Linked DNA regions of Mus musculus: region 1 is linked to region 2. Evidence: chromatin contacts called from public HiChIP or PLAC-seq data. All regions are on one chromosome and are shown on one strand. The core of a region is the stretch at or near the end of the contact, and the rest is flanking DNA. Distances in the headings are between cores, read along the strand shown.

The links. HiChIP or PLAC-seq counts read pairs in DNA pulled down with a chosen protein or histone mark.
Region 1: a contact with region 2 is called in an H3K27ac HiChIP or PLAC-seq map of embryonic stem cells, with 12 read pairs. The contact joins two enhancer-like sites. A contact is called at or near these places in 3 of 39 promoter capture datasets (cranial neural crest, hippocampal neurons and liver), 1 of 15 datasets of contacts at CTCF or cohesin (embryonic stem cells), 4 of 484 Hi-C or Micro-C datasets (embryonic stem cells and reprogramming fibroblasts), 14 of 115 datasets of contacts at active chromatin or transcription factors (embryonic basal ganglia, embryonic stem cells, expanded potential stem cells and 5 more) and 1 of 9 other capture datasets (embryonic stem cells).

The regions. Positions count from the first base shown.
Region 1 is chr17:10,499,248-10,504,244 of GRCm38.p6, forward strand. All of the region lies in intron 4 of Pacrg (PARK2 co-regulated), which reads right to left. The region is part of intron 2 of Gm16168 (a long non-coding RNA gene); the gene reads left to right. Among named protein-coding and RNA genes, the nearest start is that of Gm16168, 8.5 kb to the left of the region's middle. Within about 2 kb of position 1,769, at least 42 of the 459 cell types and tissues checked have an H3K27ac peak or open chromatin away from gene starts, as enhancers often do. A contact at or near this core is called in embryonic stem cells, expanded potential stem cells and trophoblast stem cells, where this site is marked.
Region 2 is chr17:10,354,562-10,359,600 of GRCm38.p6, forward strand. No RefSeq gene overlaps it. Among named protein-coding and RNA genes, the nearest start is that of Gm39565, 14 kb to the right of the region's middle. Within about 2 kb of position 2,355, at least 16 of the 459 cell types and tissues checked have an H3K27ac peak or open chromatin away from gene starts, as enhancers often do. A contact at or near this core is called in embryonic stem cells, expanded potential stem cells and trophoblast stem cells, where this site is marked.

The sequences.
Region 1 (4,997 bases), core at 519-3,018, 140 kb after region 2:
CAACAACAACAACAACAACAACAACAACAGCAACAACAACAGCAACAGCAACAACAGCAGCAGCAGCAGCAACAGCAAGAACAACAACAACAACAAACTGACTTGAGAAAACAGAAAAATCCAGAGGCATAGGAGATTTGTGAGAGGCAGTGACTGGAGAATGCCACTGGTATGAAAAGAGGGGACGCAAGGACACGCACGAGGGAGTGAGTCTATGTAGCTGCCAGTGGAGATCTAGTTTTTAACCTTGTGCAGCTGTTTTCTAGGTTATCGGGAGCAAGCATAAATTAGCAGAGAAGATGAGCTAGCCTCTGGCCTCACATTCCAGGACAAGATAGAGTTGAAGGTCTGTCCTTTTTTTTTTTTTTTTTAAAGATTTATTTATTTATTTATTTATTTATTTATTATATGTAAGTACACTGTAGCTGTCTTCAGACACTCCAGAAGAGGGAATCAGATCTCGTTACGGATGGTTGTGAGCCACCATGTGGTTGCTGGGATTTGAACTCCTGACCTTTGGAAGAGCAGTCGGGTGCTCTTACCCACTGAGCCATCTCACCAGCCCCCCCTTTTTTTTTTAAAATTTATTTATTTTTATTAGTTATTTTCTTTATATACATTTCAAATGCTATCCCGAAAGTTTCCTATACCCTCCCTCTGCCCTGCTCCCCTACCCACCTTCTCCCGCTTCTTGGCCCTGGCATTCCCCTGTATTGGGGCATATAAAGTTTTGGCAAAATATTTGATATCTTACTTTTAGAACATACTTAAGTTTCATATCTTAGATTTATATATACATTTTTCTTTTTCTTTCTTTTTTTTTTTTTTACGTATTTTCCTCAATCACATTTTCAATGCTATCCCAAAAGCCCCCATACCCCCCCCCACTTCCCTACCCACCTATTCCCATTTTTTTGGCCCTGGCGTTACCCTGTACTGAGGCATATAAAGTTTGTGTGTCCAATGGGCCTCTCTTTCCAGTGATGGCCAACTAGGCCATCTTTTGATACATATGCAGCTAGAGTCAAGAGCTCTGGGGTACTGGTTAGTTCATAATGTTGTTCCACCTATAGGGTTGCAGACCCCTTTAGCTCCTTGGGTACTTTCTCTAGCTCCTCCATTGGGAGCCCTGGGATCCATCCAATAGCTGACTGTGAGCCTCCACTTCTGTGTTTGCTAGGCCCCGGCATAGTCTCACAAGAGACAGCTTTATCTGGGTCCTTTCAGCAAAATCTTGCTAGTGTATGTAATGGTGTCAGCGTTTGGAAGCTGATTATGGGGTGGATCCCTGGATATGGCAGTCTCTAGATGGTCCATCCTTTTGTCACAGCTCCAAACTTTGTCTCTGTAACTCCTTCCATGGGTGTTTTCTTCCCAATTCTAAGAAGGGGCACAGTGTCCACACTTTGGTCTTCATTCTTCTTGAGTTTCATGTGTTTAGCAAATTGTATCTTATATCTTGGGTATCCTAAGTTTTGGGCTAATATCCACTTATCAGTGAGTACATATTGTGTGAGTTCCTTTGTGATTGTGTTACCTCACTCAGGATGATGCCCTCCAGATCCATTCATTTGCCTAGGAATTTCACAATCACAAAGGTCTGTCCTTGAGGGGCAAGGTCAGTGCTAATCCCTGTGGGTCAACAGGCCAAGGATGGAAGATCGCCATCTACTGGTTTTAGAGAAAACTGCCGACACATGACCCTTGGTCTGGGGTTAAAAAAAAAAAAAAAAAGCTCTGACTGGGAATTGTCCTTTCAGGTCAGCTCTTCACAGCTGACTAAGTGGTTGGGAAATCAGAAATGAAAAGTGCCACTTTGAGCCCTTGGCGCTCTACAGTGTGGGGCTGACACGGAACAATGTCAACGCATTCGGTAGCGTGAGGAAATGCTGAGCAGTCTCGAGAGCCCCTAGCCTCTCTGTAATGAAGTCTCCTGATCCGAGCAGCCATTCCCATCAGCTCTCCTTTGACACTTGCCCCAGCTGGCCTGACTCTGGCTTACAACTGGGCCACTAGCACGGTCCTAAGCTCTTGTGTCCTGAGGCGCAGGCTCCCTTCCTCCACTCTCACCCAAAGACTCCTCTCCTTGACCCTAAAACCCTGACTTCTAATCCCCGAGGTTGAAGCCATAGGTTGAGCACAGGCCTTTATAAAGAGGGTGTAGACAAAGCACCTGGGGGCAGGGACTGACGTATGGGGACACAAGAAGGTCATCTGCAAGCCCAGGAAAGGCCTCAGAAGCCAACCTGATCTTGGACTCTGGGCCTCCAGGCCCCCAGGAATGTGTACTTTGTTGTTGGCATGGCCCTGTCTAAGGCATTCCATTACCAACACCCTCTCAAACACACAGCTTGCAGGGCAGTTATTTAAGGCTTCTTCCCACACAGCCTGCCCAACTGCAGATCTCCTCTGAACTCCTTGCCAGATCGCCAGGCACATTCTAGAAATGTCCTTTTACTACCACTCCCACCTGCCAGTTCCCTAATCTGGGATAATCAAAATGGGTGACCATGTGATTATTTCTGCTTCCAAGGCCAGGGCCAGGCTGCCTCACAGAGCAGTGCTCACAGTTGCGGGATCTGGAGCCAATTCTGTGAACCTCAAGACTTTTCCTGCCTCTGGTTAGCTCCATGGCTATTCCATACCTGCTTGGTTCATTGCAAACTACCCTGTGTGTGTGTTATTTCTGCTTCATCCTCTCCTCGACACCTGGCCCTTGATCTTATTTAGAGACTTCAGCAACATTGGCTTCTTCCTTTACAAAGCCACTTTCTGTTTGGCCTCTGAAACCTATGTTTTCCATTCTTGGAACTGGTTCCCAAATATGTTTTTCTGGGGGTGTGGTTCAGAGACAGAGCATTGCCAAGCCATCCCCAACACCAGAAACAAACAAACACACACACAAACAAACACACATACAAACAAACACAAACAAAAATCATTTTAAAAGTGAACCTATACAGAGCAATTAGCTTCTGTAATCATAATGCAGTCTAAAATGCAGTGCACTCTATGCACACAGGATTTATTAATTAAGAAAAAAAACATAGAACTAACATTTTATTCAAACGAGTGATACTTCTCATGATTTTTGGCTATGAGAAGAAGGCTCAGTAGAGCACACAGAGAAAAATTAATATCTAATAACAAAATTAGGACCATACAGTGGCTCTTTTGTGTTACTAAACACAGAAGTTGTACTAGCGAATCGTGTTGGTTCTCATTCTGGCAGCCTTCATAAAATAGAGACATGTTTTTGGAGCTGGTAAAATCAGTGAGTTGGTTTTCAACCTCACAGGCTGGAAGTGGATCCATCTCTTGAGTCAGAAGATTATGACCACAATACTAATACTTCACACAGGTCAGAGGTGGGTCTCACAGTTGCAAACACTTAATGCTTCCTAAATTCCTTTAAAATAGTACTTTGTGAAGATAACCAGTGTTCTCTCCATAGGACACTCACCAATGTCCTTATATTGTCTCCAGCAGAAGGTGTAGCCCAGATTAAAGGTGTGTTCCACCACACCTTTAATCCCAGATGAAAGGTGTAGCCCAGATTAAAGGTGTGTTCCTTAAACTCGGAGATTCAATCTTCTGGAATCCATAGCCACTGTGGCTCAAGATCTCCATACCAAGATCCAGATAAGGATCTCCAAGCCTCCAGATAAGGGTCACTGGTGAGCCTTCCAATTCTGGATTGTAGTTCATTCCAAATATAGTCAAGTTGACAACCAAGAATAGCCACTACAATCCACCCCTTGTCAACTTGACACAAATAATATCTCATGCTCACATGAAACAATAACAAGGTTGTGAATACACCTAACATGATATAACTATCCCTCGTACAATCGCAAACGTATTTGTAAATTTACAATGGGGCATTCATATTTTATAATCCTCGTTTCTGCAACTGGTTACGTAGCCTTAATTGGTATTTATAACTACCTTCCTCTACTACCCATTCTGTATTTCCTTCACCTTCAGCTATGTTGATGCCTTGACCTATGATCACACCACAACATGTTTTAGAGCTCTCAGTATAAGGGAGATCCAGGGGATGGGTACATCTGTGCTTCCAATACAGGCTGTATCTCTTTGTCTTACTGAGAATCCCATTTCAGCTTTAGATATAGATACAAGGACTAGGAACTACAGGCAGGCCTAATGAGAGCAATAGGGTACGTCAACTGTGGTCAAAGTCATTGTCAGTTTTTGTTTTTTTTTTAGGGTAGCATAGTGTTTAAATTGGAAGCCATTCAATAATTTTCATTGATGTGTCTGCTCTGTTTCTCTGTATCATAGTTGCAATGTCAATGCTACAGACCCATGGTCTGGAGTCACAATGGGCTGAATCAGGAAGAGAGAACATTTGAGATCAAGTTCAGAGGCAGGCTATGGACGTCTGTTAAAATGAAATAATCAATGAGTGAAATTGATGTCACAAGAATAAGTCCTGTGTTCAGATGGGAACCTATAAGATCAATACTGCAAAGATTCTAGCAGTTTTAATAATATTATTAGTGACAACGGCTAAGTTTTATGTCCCATTTAATAGTTTACAAGTCAATTTAACTTGAATTGTTATTGTCAAAAGTAACTTCAGGAAAATGGTGGGGCTGGTTTTAAAGGAGGTGACAAAGGTTGCTATGCAGAATCTATACATGACTCAACTAAAGAGTAAAGGCAAACAAACAACCCTAAATAATAATATAATTCACAAATGGGCAACTGGTTTAAATAGTTCTCGAAAGTGTCCCTGGAGCAAATGAAAGAATATCCAAACATCCCAGTCATTACAGAAACAGAAATGAAGGCAACAGTTAGAAGTCACCTCCGGACAGTGAGAATGGCTAAGACAAAGGACAACAAGAGCTGGTGACAACGTGGAGGCAAGGGAGCTAGTAATTACATCATTAACGTAATTATCATTACATGCTTTTACTGGGAATGCATATTAGCCAACCACTGCAGAGAATATCATGGAGCCCCCAAAT
Region 2 (5,039 bases), core at 1,105-3,604:
CCTCATCCACCCCCACTGCCACATAGATAACTCAACCAAGAATTGTCAAAAGATCTCTAGACATATGTGTCTTTGAGTAAGTTTAACTTAGAAACTAGTCACAGTAAAAAATTAAGAACAAAAATAATACTAAAGTAAAATAGTCATAACAGTATATAGTAGGAAACATATGTGCCTTGAGCTATTATTAAGTGAAACTCAAATTACAGACGCTTTACCGTAACAGTGGCTCTGATGCTGAGCAGGCTACTGAGTGGCCAACGGTGGTATAGGGTATATGGCACAGATATCCTGGAACAAGGTATAAGTGGAGGCCATGGCAGGATAGAGTGGGACATTTCAACATGCCGCCCAGCTCAACAAGTATTTTAGAACTTATGAGTCATTTATTCTAGTCTCCATTTATTTTTTTCACACAGTCACTGGAAAATGAAATGAAATGAAATAAAGAAGGAAGGGAGTGTGTGTGTGTGTGTGTAACTTACAAAAAGAAATGACATTTATTTGACCTGTGGAATAATACAGAGATCTTGGCTCTTTCAGGCCTCTCCTACTCACTATGGAGGATGACTTTAATCTCCTCTGGCTGAAGCTATTTTCAAGGGACTTCATGAAACACAAGACTAGGAGAGAATCTCTGCTGGTGACAGCAAGACCATTCATGGGTTGACTCCTAAAAGGTCCTAAAGGACCTAAAGGTTGACTCCAGATCACAGCGAAGAACTTTCAATGCCCTGGTCAGCTTATGACTCTCACACATACTGTGTTTGCATGCCGCGTTTCTAATAACTTATTCTCCACTTGAAAACCATCAATATCTGGGACTGGGTGGGTCTTTATTAGGGAAGAGATCATTGCATGTATTAACTTTATTTCTTCCAGTCACTATCCAGTAGAGCAGTGATTCTCAACCTGTGTGTCTGACCCTTCTGAGGGTTGAATGACCTTTCTGCAGGGGTCGCCTAAGGGCATCTGCCTATCAGATTACACTGTGATTCATAACAGTAGCAAAACTAGTTATAACAATAAAAATAATTTTATAGCTGGGGGTCCACACAACATGAGGAACTGTATTAAAGAATCACAACATTTGGAAAGTTAAGAATCACCACACACACACACAGTTTTCAATACTGGCCTAGAGATATAGCCAGCTGACAAAGCATTGCCATGAAGGCCTGATGACCTGAGCTCAGTTCCCAGATTCACATAAAAAAGCCGAGACGTGGCACGTGGCCATATATTTCCTGCACTTGAGAGGATCCGTTGGGTTTAGTGGTCAAACAGCGTTAGCCTACTCTGTGAGCCCCAGGCAGTGAGAAGCTCTGTTCAAAAACTAAGGACAACCTGCCCCTCCCCCAACACCTCTAAAACCCTCCTTCAGCCTTAGCAGTCAGTTAACAACTTTCCTAATGGGAACGAGTTTCCTGTGTCCGTCTGGGGATCTCTTTGGTTCAAAGGAAGCACCCTTTCATCTGAGAAACCTTCCAGAATTGCCCCCAGGCAGGGCAGAACTGGTCTGCACTCTCCCAGGTGCAGAAAGGACCTGGCTGCTGAGTTTATCGGTGCTGTGGTCATTTCTTGCCTCTCCCTGTCACACTGTAAACCCCGTCACAGTGTGAACTCCGGGAGGTCAGTGATTATGACTTCAATCTGTATTCTCCAATTCTCTGCACTCAGCATGTCTGATCCATGGGAATTGAGAAAAGAGGAACGAATGGACCATATGCTTATACCTGCTGCTGGCTCTCCCTGAGGGGAGACTCCTGCAAGATGCAGGTACCTTTATCCTCGCCACTGGCAAGATTTCATCCCTGTGTCCTTACTAGTCGTCGATAAAGGACAAGTCCTGCCTGGCTTCTTTTTCTAGTCACAGTTGAGTAGTGTCAAGGTCACAACGGAAACTGCTCAGGCGCATCCTGTTGGTTGGCTTTCTTTGTCCTTTTGACACAACCTTGTGTTGGCTGGGAGACTTAAGAAGAGAGTATCCAGATCAGGTCGGCCTATGGGCATGCCTGTGGGGCATTGTCAAGTTAATTAAGGTGGGAAGACCTACCCTGAATGTGAGCAGGCACCAGCACCAGCTGGACTCTGACCTATAGGAGATGAAGATAGCTGAGTGTTAGCAGAGGCAATCGGACAGCGTGAGTGCGTTCATTTCTCTTCAGTCTTGACTATAGATGTGCGTGACTTGCTGCTTCAGTTCTTACCTTGACATCTTCAAAATGATGGACCATGTGGTAGGACGGCAACCCAGATAAAGCCCTTTCCTCTACAACGCTACCTTTGTCTGGATGTTTTAGCCCTGCGGCTGGGACAGCCACTTTGTTTATGCTTTGTCTGCCTCAAGGAATGGAGACCCCATCCTATAGGTGGGGGATACTGAGGCCGCAAGGGTTTATTCACAAGCCCAGCCCAGTGTTCTGTAGCCTTAAGATAATAGCCTAAGGCAGTTTTACTGCAAAACCCATTCCCTGCTCTGCCTATGGGCTCCAGACTTTTTTTTTTTTTCAAGACAGGATCTTGCTATGTAGTCCTGGCTGACCTGGAACTCCCTTTATAGACCATACTAGCCTCACTATGCTCGGCTGCAAAGTTATTTTTTAATTTGGACTATACTTAGCCTGTTGCCACATGAAGTCCGAGTGGCCTCTTTGCCCAGACAACGGGCTGTTGATACCCATTTGTGTTACTTCCTGTCACTGTAACCAACATCCAATCCTACTAGAATATGGGGGTGTTGAAGGGGGGGCGGGATCTTGATGTTGGATTTGCATATCCAAGGACTGGAGGATGGTTTATATAATCAAATTATGTGGAGTTGTAAAAGGGAGCATCGCTTAAATAGCTTACAAAATTACTTTGAAGACACACATTAAAACGGAAAGAACCCATTGCATTCTCGATCTGTGTGGAAAGTTCAATGCTAATTGGTTATGACAGCTCTGTCTTTATCGCCAGCATCATCCGCTCTCTCTGCTTTGTCGGGATCCCAGGCTCACACATCACCCCGCCGTCTGCCCTTCTTCTAAGCACATTCAATTGTTCTGAGATGAACAGATGGGGTTTTATACAGGACACCCCTCCCCATCCCGTAGATGATCGCAAGGAGCAGCCTTTAAAAAACGACAACGAAAACTAGAACTTGCTGAAATTCTGATTTCTTTCAGCAGCTTTACAGATTCTATAACTTTTTTTTTTTTTTTTAATTGGCGATGCAAGGTCTCTGGGCTCAGCATCTGTTTGTTGCATCTGGGGAAAAAGTTAAATTCCCTCTTCTATGCCACTGAACGAAGTTGAAGAGGGAGGCAGACAACATGCTGGAAGAGTGAAGGCTGGCAGCACACCCTCTATTGTCCACACTGTCCTCTGTCCCAGTCTCCATGTCCTGTGGGCAGGACAGGGAGAAAGAAGAGAAACAGGAGTTCAGGGCGCCTCTGCTCTGCATGGGTTGCCAACTTTGAGATGAAGCTCTGAAGAGTGCTGAGCTAGCAGAGCAAGCGCCCCCACGGAGGGACCTGGGCAGCTATTGGTTGGGAACATGGGCCATAGGGAAATAGTATGTACACTCTTTAAAAAAGACTCTATAGTTTATTTACAGTTTTTCAGCCTTGAAAGAGTTGTTCCTGGTCACTCAGCTTCATGTTTATATATCAGAGGGTTTCATTATAATAATGGTCTAGTACACCGACTTCTTAAGACATCAGCTGTTCCATTCAGGGTCTTCAGCTCCGTAGACTCAGATGCATAATTGACTCTGAGAGAGAAAGAAAGAGAGAGGGGAGAGAGAAGGAAAGAGAGGGAGGAGAGAGAAAGAAAGAGAGGAAAGAGAGAGAGAATCTTATCAGAACACTCTCAGAAGTAGTATTCTGAAAATAGTATTGTCCCCTTGAAAACCATCAGTATGTGGGACTGGGTGGGACTTTATTAGGGAAGAGAAGAGAAGAGAAGAGAAGAGAAGAGAAGAGAAGAGAAGAGAAGAGAAGAGAAGAGAAGAGAAGAAGAGATCATTGCATGTATTAACTTTATTTCTGCCAGTCACTATCCAATAGAGCAGTGATTCTCAGCTTGTGTGTCTGACCCTTTGTGTCAGGCATCAGGGAGAAGTGCTAGCCTGGTGGGAGAAGGCTTTGAAGGGCTAAGAGATATTCCCAAGTCCTGAGGTGGCTTTGATAGACATTCTAAAATAGCCTTAACTGTACAACTTGTGGGGTGGGGACCTGTTCTGCTGCCCTTAGCAGAGTGATCTAGGTGGAGGCAAGGCCCAACAGAGTCCCAGCCACATCCACAAAGAGGCAAGGGAATCATGGGAGAATGAACAGGGGGGTGGGTGATGGGGCCTGACAGCCTTGGGTAGTGAGAGGGGTTCAGAGATGCCAGTGTTAGGCTCTGGGTTTTCTGAGGTCGTAGGTCACAGGACCTATGATCAGGTTTTGCAAGACTCCCAGAGGGATCAGAACAAGTAAGAGTGGCAGAACAAACCTTAGTGTGTCACCCTGAAGGTTACCAGAGATGCAGCCCTGGGATAAGCAGATGCAAAAGAAAACTTGGTAATACTATTGCAAGGGGGCGGGGCGGGGGAGGGGGCAGTGCTACTGGGACTTCAAGGCAGGGCTAGGTGACTGTGGCAGAGCTGTATAGGGTGCCTTGGGACAATGGAGACCAGGGACCCAAGGGACGGGGGAAGGAATGCCCTTAAAGGACTAGGATCCATCTGACATGGTCGCTGCATACCTAGGGGGCCATTTGTCTAGAGCCATCCTCAGTAGACTTATGACTAGGCATGGGGATGGGTCTAACACAAAGACAAAAGCTGAAACAGAATGCTGATGGTCTATCTCACAGTCCTGTCTACAGCTTTCCTCAGAGTTTGTCTGAATGTGTGTGAGAGAGAGAGACTAGACTTACTGAGGGTCGCGAGAGAGCTCACCAGCCCAGATGGCTGCAAAGCAAAAATAAGTGGAAATGCAGAGTGCCGAGTTTCCCTCTCGTGGGCAGTGAGTGGCTGCATGTGAGGCACGTCAAGGACTCTGCTCCCC